Linked DNA regions of Mus musculus: region 2 is linked to region 1. Evidence: chromatin contacts called from public promoter capture Hi-C data. All regions are on one chromosome and are shown on one strand. Each heading gives the region's core, a stretch centred on a gene start, on an enhancer-like site or on the middle of the called end of the contact. The rest is flanking DNA. Distances are from core to core; before and after follow the strand shown. Region 1 holds the start of Rps16 (ribosomal protein S16). Region 2 holds the start of Lin37 (lin-37 homolog (C. elegans)).

What was found. Capture Hi-C pulls out chosen DNA fragments and counts their contacts.
Region 2: a contact with region 1 is called in a promoter capture Hi-C map of liver, with 3 times the contacts expected there. The contact joins the promoter of Lin37 here to the promoter of Rps16 in region 1. A contact is called at or near these places in 4 of 39 promoter capture datasets (cranial neural crest, erythroid cells, hippocampal neurons and 1 more), 2 of 115 datasets of contacts at active chromatin or transcription factors (astrocytes and embryonic hindbrain) and 2 of 9 other capture datasets (liver and pancreatic islet).

The regions. Positions count from the first base shown.
Region 1 is chr7:28,348,287-28,352,412 of GRCm38.p6, forward strand. Rps16 (ribosomal protein S16) reads left to right here and starts at 2,403. Exons shown (of 5, transcript NM_013647.2): 1 at 2,403-2,565; 2 at 2,706-2,807; 3 at 3,891-3,987; 4 at 4,077-4,124. The coding sequence starts at 2,518. AF357399 (snoRNA AF357399) reads left to right here and starts at 3,254; the gene lies at 3,254-3,347.
Region 2 is chr7:30,556,768-30,560,957 of GRCm38.p6, forward strand. It overlaps Lin37 (lin-37 homolog (C. elegans)), which reads right to left and starts at 2,879. Exons shown (of 9, transcript NM_029377.2): 1 at 2,675-2,879; 2 at 1,116-1,191; 3 at 859-909; 4 at 498-527; 5 at 333-418; 6 at 91-257. The coding sequence starts at 2,708.

The DNA.
Region 1 (4,126 bases), core at 1,153-3,652:
CAAACTCAGAACTCCGCATGCCTCTGCCTCCCAAGTGCTGGGATTAAAGGCGTGCACTACCATGGCCTGGCTAGTAAAAGAAATCTTAAAACACACTCAAATGCCGGGCATGGTGGCCCAGCACTCTGGAGGCAGAGGCAGGCAGATTTCTGAGTTTGAGGCCAGCCTGGTCTACAAAGTGAGTTCCAGGACAGCCAGGACTATACAGAGAAACCCTGTCTCGAAAAACAAAAAACAAACAAACAAAAGGAAAAAGATGCGCCCTTTCCTTAAGACACTTAAAACTGGATGCAGAAGTACATACACATCTGTAGTCCCCGTACTGGGGAGGTGGAGGCAGGAGGATCAGGGATTCAAAGTCAGCTTCTCCTTAGCTATATTGTGACTTCCAGCCAGACTGGACTCCAAAAGAAATTGAGAGATGGAGCAGGGGAGTAGGGGGTGGGCTGTAAGGGAGTGGGTGGACAGAAGGACCCACCAGGGCAGGACAAAGAATTTTACTGCCATCTGCTGGAAGTTGACAAATATGAATCTATGATGTCCAGGACAAATATTGTGCTGTGTAGCCATCATATGTCTGCCCACCTCGGAGTTAGCCAGCCTAGAGAGAACACTCGCCAACGCACTCGGCACATTTAGAGTAGATCAGCACCTGGCGAAGAGCAAGCGCTGTTTAAGTGTGACTGTAATCAACATGATTATCACTTATGTGTCTGAAAGACGTTTATCTGCTGAAGATTGTGGTAGTGGGTCAGAAATCCAGAACATCAGCCCTACTGTTTCCTGTGAGCGTGTTCAAGCATGCATAACTGCTTGCACACAGAGCCCAGTGGTTTTCCCCTAACTTCCCAGCTCCAAGAAGGAGTTACCACTGCCAAGGCATGGTCACGCCAGTGTGGACAGTGCTATGCTTTGGTTTGGGCTGGCCTGGAGCACTGACCTTTAATCCAGAGATCCACTGTGTGTCTTCCATCTTATTACATTCAAGTGTGTGTCTGTGTATGCGCGTGCACATGTGGAGCTTGGAAGACAGCCTGCAGGAGTTTGTTCTCTCCTTCTACTCTGTGAGTCCCAGGAACCAAACTCGGGCCCTCAGGCTTGGGCATTTCGCTAGCTAGTTTCTTTTCTTTCTGAAGCAGGGTCACATGTAGCCCAGGCTGGCCAGATATTCATAATGAGGAGAGGATGGCGTCGGGATTCCTCCTGACCCTTCCTCCTCCTTCCAAGTGTTAGTGTTACAGGTGCACATGACCATACCTAGTCTTTTTGTTGACAACTCTGCCTTCCAAATGTCTCCACATCCCTTAATGTCCTCCACACCCTGTGCTGCAAGAGAAACTGAGGCAATCCTGAGAAGCTGTTGCCCAGTGACTTAGAACAATTCTGGGGTGGGTACTATGGAAAAGTTAAAAGCTGGTTTTCCTCAGGTTGGTAGGCTGGAGAATTCTGTGGAGTAAACACATAGAGCGGAGGGTTTAGAGGAGCATTACGGTCACTTGGAAGTTGGAAAGATGGTGGTTAAAAGCACTAACTGCTTTTCCTAGAGAGGACCTGAGTTTGGTTACAGGTACACAAGTTGGGTGTGGCTCAGACACCCTGTAACTACATTTCCAAGGAGATTGGAGGCCTCCCTCGGGAACCTGCCCTCGAAAAAAGTATTAAATCTTAAAACAAGGCTACTTGGAGGATTCTGGATAATGATCTAAGATAACTGCCCTGAAGACAGGTCCTGAGGGTAGTTCTCTAGGGGAGGGTCAAGCTGGGAGAACAATGTCCCTGGAGCAGTTGCTGGGGAGAGGAGCCACCAAAGAGGTAGTTAATTTTGGCAGCGAAAGCAGGCGAAGGCCCGAGTCTGTGAGGAAAAAAAACGTATATAAGGCACAACCAGAAGGCAAGAGAAGTTTATTTAGGAGAGCGCTGGAAAGGGCTTTTAAGGGGTCAGGTTTCCTGGGAAGAAGAGGAAGGCAATTCTGGTGAAAGGCTGATTCGCGACGGGGGATCGTAAGGGCTAGGAAAGAGGGTTCTGGAGGCAAGATTCTGAAAAGCCAGCTTGACTTAGCATAGTGGATGCGGGAAGACTCCGATGGGATGGGGATCCTGGGAAAGGGTGGGAGGAAGAGGGTGAGAATCGGCCTGGAGAAGCGCCGAAGGAGAGCATCGAAGAGCAGGAATGTCTATAAGAACTGGCCGAAAGTCAAGACCAAGGCTGCGGAAAAGCAATGGAAAAAGGAGGCCAGCCCCATCTTCCGAGTTCTGGACGGAGTCCCCACCCTCCGGGTCCCGCACAGCTCCGCCCCTTCCCCTCCGACACCGCCCCCTCCCTTGCCTGAAGGCGTTCCCGCCGCAATTCACACGTCCCCTCTCAGGCTTCGACGTCAGCCGTAAAGCCCGCTTCTGTCGTGACGTAGCACTCAATGCGCCTGCGCAGACCCTGAAAAATCGGCTGGGTTGGCCCCGCGCTTCCCTTTTCCGGTCGCGGCGCTGCGCGGTGTGGAGCTCGTGCTTGTGCTCGGAGCTATGCCGTCCAAGGGTCCGCTGCAGTCCGTGCAGGTCTTCGGACGCAAGGTGTGCCAGGGGCGGCATAGAAAGAGGTGGGGGTGGGGAGGGGGGTGAGAAGGCCCTGGCTGGGTGACATGATGAGCTGGGGCCCGCTGAGCCAGGGTCCCGCGCTCACACGGCCCCGCCGTCTCCCTCGCCCTTCACAGAAAACAGCCACGGCTGTGGCCCACTGCAAACGGGGAAATGGGCTCATCAAGGTGAACGGACGTCCCCTGGAGATGATCGAGCCGCGCACGCTGCAGTACAAGGTGTTGGGGTCGGGCATGGGCGTCCGGGTGGCGAGACGGAAGGGAAGGCCCCGGGATGATAGGGAGTTGAGGTGGGGGAAGGAGGATGGCTTACCTCGCGGTAGACCTTAACCTGGGCTCGGGAAAGATGAAGTCGGAGCTGGTAAAATACATGAAAACGTGGCCTATTCTATAACCTCGAAGCTCTCCAGATGCGAGGGGCCCGTGGCCAGGAGAATAGCACAGTGTATCCGACCTAATTGACGATTTCTGGTCTAGAAGTATGAGTTTACAGCTCATGTGTATACTCCTAGCTCCTTGGAGGATAGCATACTACGAGTTACGAATCCAAAGCGCCGCCGTTTAGGTCAGCATGGGGCTACAACGTGGAACCTTGAAAAATACAATAGGAGTCCTCTGAAGTCTAACATTGGTAGCACTTGTATGGGTTTTTGTTGAACTAGTGGGCAAAAACTGGAAAACAAGTGCAAGAACAAATCCTCTTTTGCAACCCAGAACTCATTGTTGTATGAGTTTTGGTACATGTAAGAAGGAATATCATACCTTGCAGACAATGCATTCTAATGGTAGTGTTGATGTTAATGCCACTAGACCCCCGTGCTTAGTCTAATCCAAGTCTGTCAGGTGACTAAAAAGGACAGTCTGTCAGTTTATTTGAACGATTGGTGTGTGTACCCTGTGTTGTGAATTGGGCCAACACCAGTGATGGAGGTGGCTCTAGGCCTGCCACTCGGGGAGCTTCTGGATAGACTGGTCCTAGGTATTGGACAAATTTGATCCAAAGAGAAGATGGAATGACCACTGTGAGAACAGTGGACCTGTCTGACCTTGCTTCCTGTTTGGGGAAGTTCATAGTTGCCTGTCACTCCATGATTCCAGCTCCTCGGTGTCTCAGGCCCTCTTCTGGTCTCTATGGGCACATATACATGGGACTCTGAGGGGCACAGGGATCCTAGGATAGGCTGCCTCCTTGATTCTGGTGATGGTGGGAACCACACAAAGGGAGATGATGAATGTCCATGGAGAGTGGTTAAGTCAGGGTATGACTTAACTCCCTAACCCCATATTTTCCCATTTCTCTAGTTACTGGAGCCTGTTTTGCTTCTGGGCAAGGAGCGATTTGCTGGTGTGGATATTCGGGTCCGTGTGAAGGGTGGTGGACATGTGGCCCAAATTTATGGTAAGTCTCAGGATCTAAGCCTATGGGTGTGAGGCAGCTCCTGGAAGGACTGGGTCTTCACTAAGCTTTTTGGTCATTGTGTCTTGCAGCCATCCGACAGTCCATCTCAAAGGCCCTGGTAGCTTATTACCAAAAATGT
Region 2 (4,190 bases), core at 1,629-4,128, 2.2 Mb after region 1:
CCAGGCATTAAAGCTATCTACCACTCATGGGGGAGTTGTTGACTTATCCACCCACTCTTCAATCTGGCCTCCTGATTGAACTCATCCTACCTCTCCATCCTCGGGCAGAGGAGGCAGCGGTGAGCCGGGTGAGCGCTCGCGCTCTCGCACTGTGGGGCTGTTGCGCATCCAGGCGCGGCAGATGGGGTACAGTGGTGTGTTCTCACTGAACTGGGCCAAGTCCACACTCCGGTCAAATAGCTTGATCACATACGTATCTGGGGTGGTAAGGTAGGCGATAAGTGTGTAGTTCCTGGCTCCACACCCACCCTCTCAGTCCCCTGCCTACTCACTGGATCTCTGAGGACCCCCCTCAGCGAGCCCATCGTCCATCTCCCTCCTCTTCTTCCTCCGCTGGTGGGGGAAGCGGGCAGATGGCCTGTGTGGTTAAGGTGAGTGTCAGGCCCGGAGCTGGGGACTGGGAACCTTTTAGTGAGCTGGGGTCCCAGCCACCTTACCTTTTGCCTGTGGCAGCAATGGAACAATCCCTGCAGGGAGAGACATGGTGTCAGGAGGCTTTAATAAACAGCTGCTCAACGCTGCCCCCCAAGGTGGAAGTGACGTAGTTCAGGAACAGAGCATTTGCCTAGCATGGGCAAAAGCCCTGGGGTTCTATCGCTAGCTCTAAAAACAAACAAAAATTAACATCCTGGGGATTATTGGTACTCCTTGGGCCTTGTATCCCACCAATACCCTCCTCTAAGGTGTTAGCCACTTATACAACAGGTATCTTTGTCTATGCAAGATGGTTAGGACTCAGCAGAGAGAAAAGCTACCTAACCCAAACTCTCAGGTCTAAATCCCATCAAAGTCCCTTACTTGTTGTGCGTATCCAAGGGGGTTTTCCCAGCTTCTTCATCCAGGCGTTCCCTGGGAACAAAAAAAACACTACTGGCTTAGGGTACCAAGGACCCAGAGTGTGATGCTATTAATTAGTCTTCCCATGAAACATCCCATGGGGCACTTTTCACCCTAGGCAGCCCCTCCAGCCTCCCATCCACATCCCCCCTCCAACAATCAGAGTCAGTCCAAACAGCTCCCACCCTGTGGTTCCCCAGGCTGGACCAGGTTCCAACCTGTCCATGTGACTCTTCTCCAGCAGACACTGAAGAACGGCATCCAGCTGGTTCCGGGCTTTGGCCATCTCCATCTCTGAGGGTAGAAGGTAGGAATCAGCTCTGTGTGCGCCTCCCACATTCGCCGTGGGAGGCGATCCTACGTCCTGTCTGGTCCAGTTACTTGGAAAGCAGCTTTAGTGCCACTCAGTGGAGAGACCAACTAAAGACAGAACCAGGGTGACAGAGCCTTAGGCGGGGCCAAGGGCACAGCTGCTACCACTGCTCTTTCTCTCCAACACCTACTCAGGAATCTAGGATCTGGACACCTTCCATGGACAGCCCTTAGGGTATTCCCACTGAGGTCTCCTCGAAACCCACTCCACTCCCTGGATTCTCCCATGAGGCGTGACTAGCTGGCCCACAGGCTCCTGACTCGCTGTGGGCACTCCTTTCCCAGCCCCAGTCTCAGCTCACTTGGCTTGTGGGAGTCTGTCAATATATCCCCTCCCTACCTCGCCTTTTCCTCCCACCCAGCGCCTAGCCTCTGTCATCTTTTCTGATCCACCTCCTTTTATAATGCAGACAAAAGAACCTTCCTAAAAGAAAGCCAAGCCTACTGGGCATAATAGCATATGTCTGCTATCCCAGCACTCTGGAGGCTGAGGTAGGAGGATCAAGAGTTTCAAGGTCAGCCTCAGCAATGAAAGATCCTCTCTCAAACAATAAGCAAAAGAAAGAAAAAATACAAAGACAGACAGACAACACAACGTGGCTTTGATCTTCTCCAGCACAGAACCCTCAAGGAGTCTTCAATCCTGACTCCAGAAAATGGGGTCTGTACTCAGTCTGGCGTTTCCAAACCCACCCTTGTCCTACCTGCATAGTTGTAGTGAGGCTCCCTCCACTATATATATTTCTCTCCTCCCACCCCCAGTTCTTCACTATATAGCCTTGGGTTGGCATGTTGTTTGCTAAGTAGGTCAAACTGGCCTTGACTTCAGAGATCCGTTTGTCTCTGTTCTCCATGCCCTGGGAATAAAGGCAGCTGCCAACACGAACAGCCCTCTCTCCACTCACTGCATCTCTGAGGATGTCCACTCAAGCTTTGTTGTTGTTGTTTGTTTGTTTTTTTGCACTTTGGGGTGTACCTTTACCAACTCACTCCTTCTTCAAAAACCTCCCTAGACTACCCACTTCCCTCAAAGGAAAAGTCGAAAGTCCCTTCCCAGAACCCACAGATCTGTCCTCCTCCCCTCCCATCTCTCTGCCTCCGTTTCCTCACGGCTGCAGTCGCCCTAGCTGCTCTGCTGCCCGCTTCCTTCCTACACCCTGCCACTCCTCCCACCTTGTCTATTTATCACCCTACACCCTAGCGTTATTGGAATGCACAGCCAGTGAGGATTGATTCAGGGACACTCCACAATTGATGACTCATGCCCACTGTCAGAAATGGGGAAAGTGAGGTAGAAAAAGAAAAGGACCCTTTTTAGAGGATCCTGTCATATGGGCTGCAGAGAGATGTCGCGTACTCCGCTTTTTCACTATTAACATATCTCTCCTGGATCCCCAGTCCTCACCTGATTTCTCCACTTTCACCTTTACCGGGAACATGATTTGGGTGCAGGTCTAATGCGCTGGATCAGAAAAACTTGGAGGAGGTGTGGTTCAAAAGCTAGGCGGAAGGCGGGCAGGGAAAGGTCAAAGGTAAGTCTGGGCACCACTGGTCCTCGGGCCTGAGCACTGTCCAGCCGCGACTGCCTTGGCGGCCACTTCCCTTCTTCCCCTTCTGTAGGCGGGACCCTTTGGCAACTGCTTTTTCCCACTAGTTGATGAAAACGTCAATTTCATTTGCTGGCCAATTGACAGCCTGTACTATTGGCTCCCAGCCTTAGGCTCCACCTTCCCGAGGCCCTGTATCCGGAAACAAACCAACGACAAGCCAGGCACCTGGGGGGCGGAGGTGGGGGTTGTGATTCAAACTTCCGAGGCTCAAGACGGAGGTAATGCGCCTGCGCCGCAAGGAGCACTATGGGAAGCAAAGACTCAGACATCCCAAGGCTTTTCGGGATTTGTAGTGTTATATTTTAGTATTGCCACTAAACCTATTTCCAGCTCCTAAGTAACTATCATAGTCACTGACATCCTTCACAGGAAGATCATTCTGGAGACGGACTGGATCCTTTCTGACAGAGAGCTCGCTAGGTGTATTTCTCAGCTAACTCTCTTTCATTTAAATACTAAAAGCGCTGGGTACTCATCCACATAGTGAGGACGCTTTAACGAGCAAAACAGGCAAAAATCCTTGCTGAGAATGTGTCTTATCGTGTAGAGGATAGACGATAGTCAATAAACAAGCCAAAAATTCTAAGTGAAATGTAATGGGAACACACAAATATGTAAAAATACTCAATAGGGAACATCAAAGTGGGGACTGAGACTTTATCATTATTTATTTATTGCCTCACTCTGGCTCAGTCTAGCCTGAAGCTCATTATGTATGTGACCCAAGCTGTCTCTGAACTCCCGGAAGGCCTCCTGCCTCAGCCTCCCCAGTGTGTGATTAACACAACAACCTGTTGGGTATATGCTTTTCTTAACTTATTGGGGGGTGGGGCACACCTGTAGCAGTCAGATCACTTACAGGATTTGAGGATCAAACGCAGGTCATGACTGGCAGCAAGTGTCCCTACCATTGAGTTATCTCACTAGACTCTTTGCTGAAATTATGTTGACACAGGGTATCACTACAAACCCCAGCTGGCCTGGAAGTCACAGAAATCCACCATGCCTCTGCTTCCCAAGTGCTGTGGTTTCAGACATAAGCCACCAAAATCATGAAATATTTATTTATTTATTTTTGAGACAGGGTTTCTCTGTGTAGCCCTGGCTGTCCTGGAACTCACTTTGTAGACCAGGCTGGCCTCGAACTCAGAAATCTGCCTGCCTCTGCCTCCCAAGTGCTGGGATAAAAGACGTGCACCACCACTGACTGGCCATGAAATTTTAAATGAGAAGATCAAGATGCCAGAGAAAGGGCTTGCTCACTTGTTGAGCGCAGTAGTTAAGGGGATTCACATGGTGTCTAACAACCAT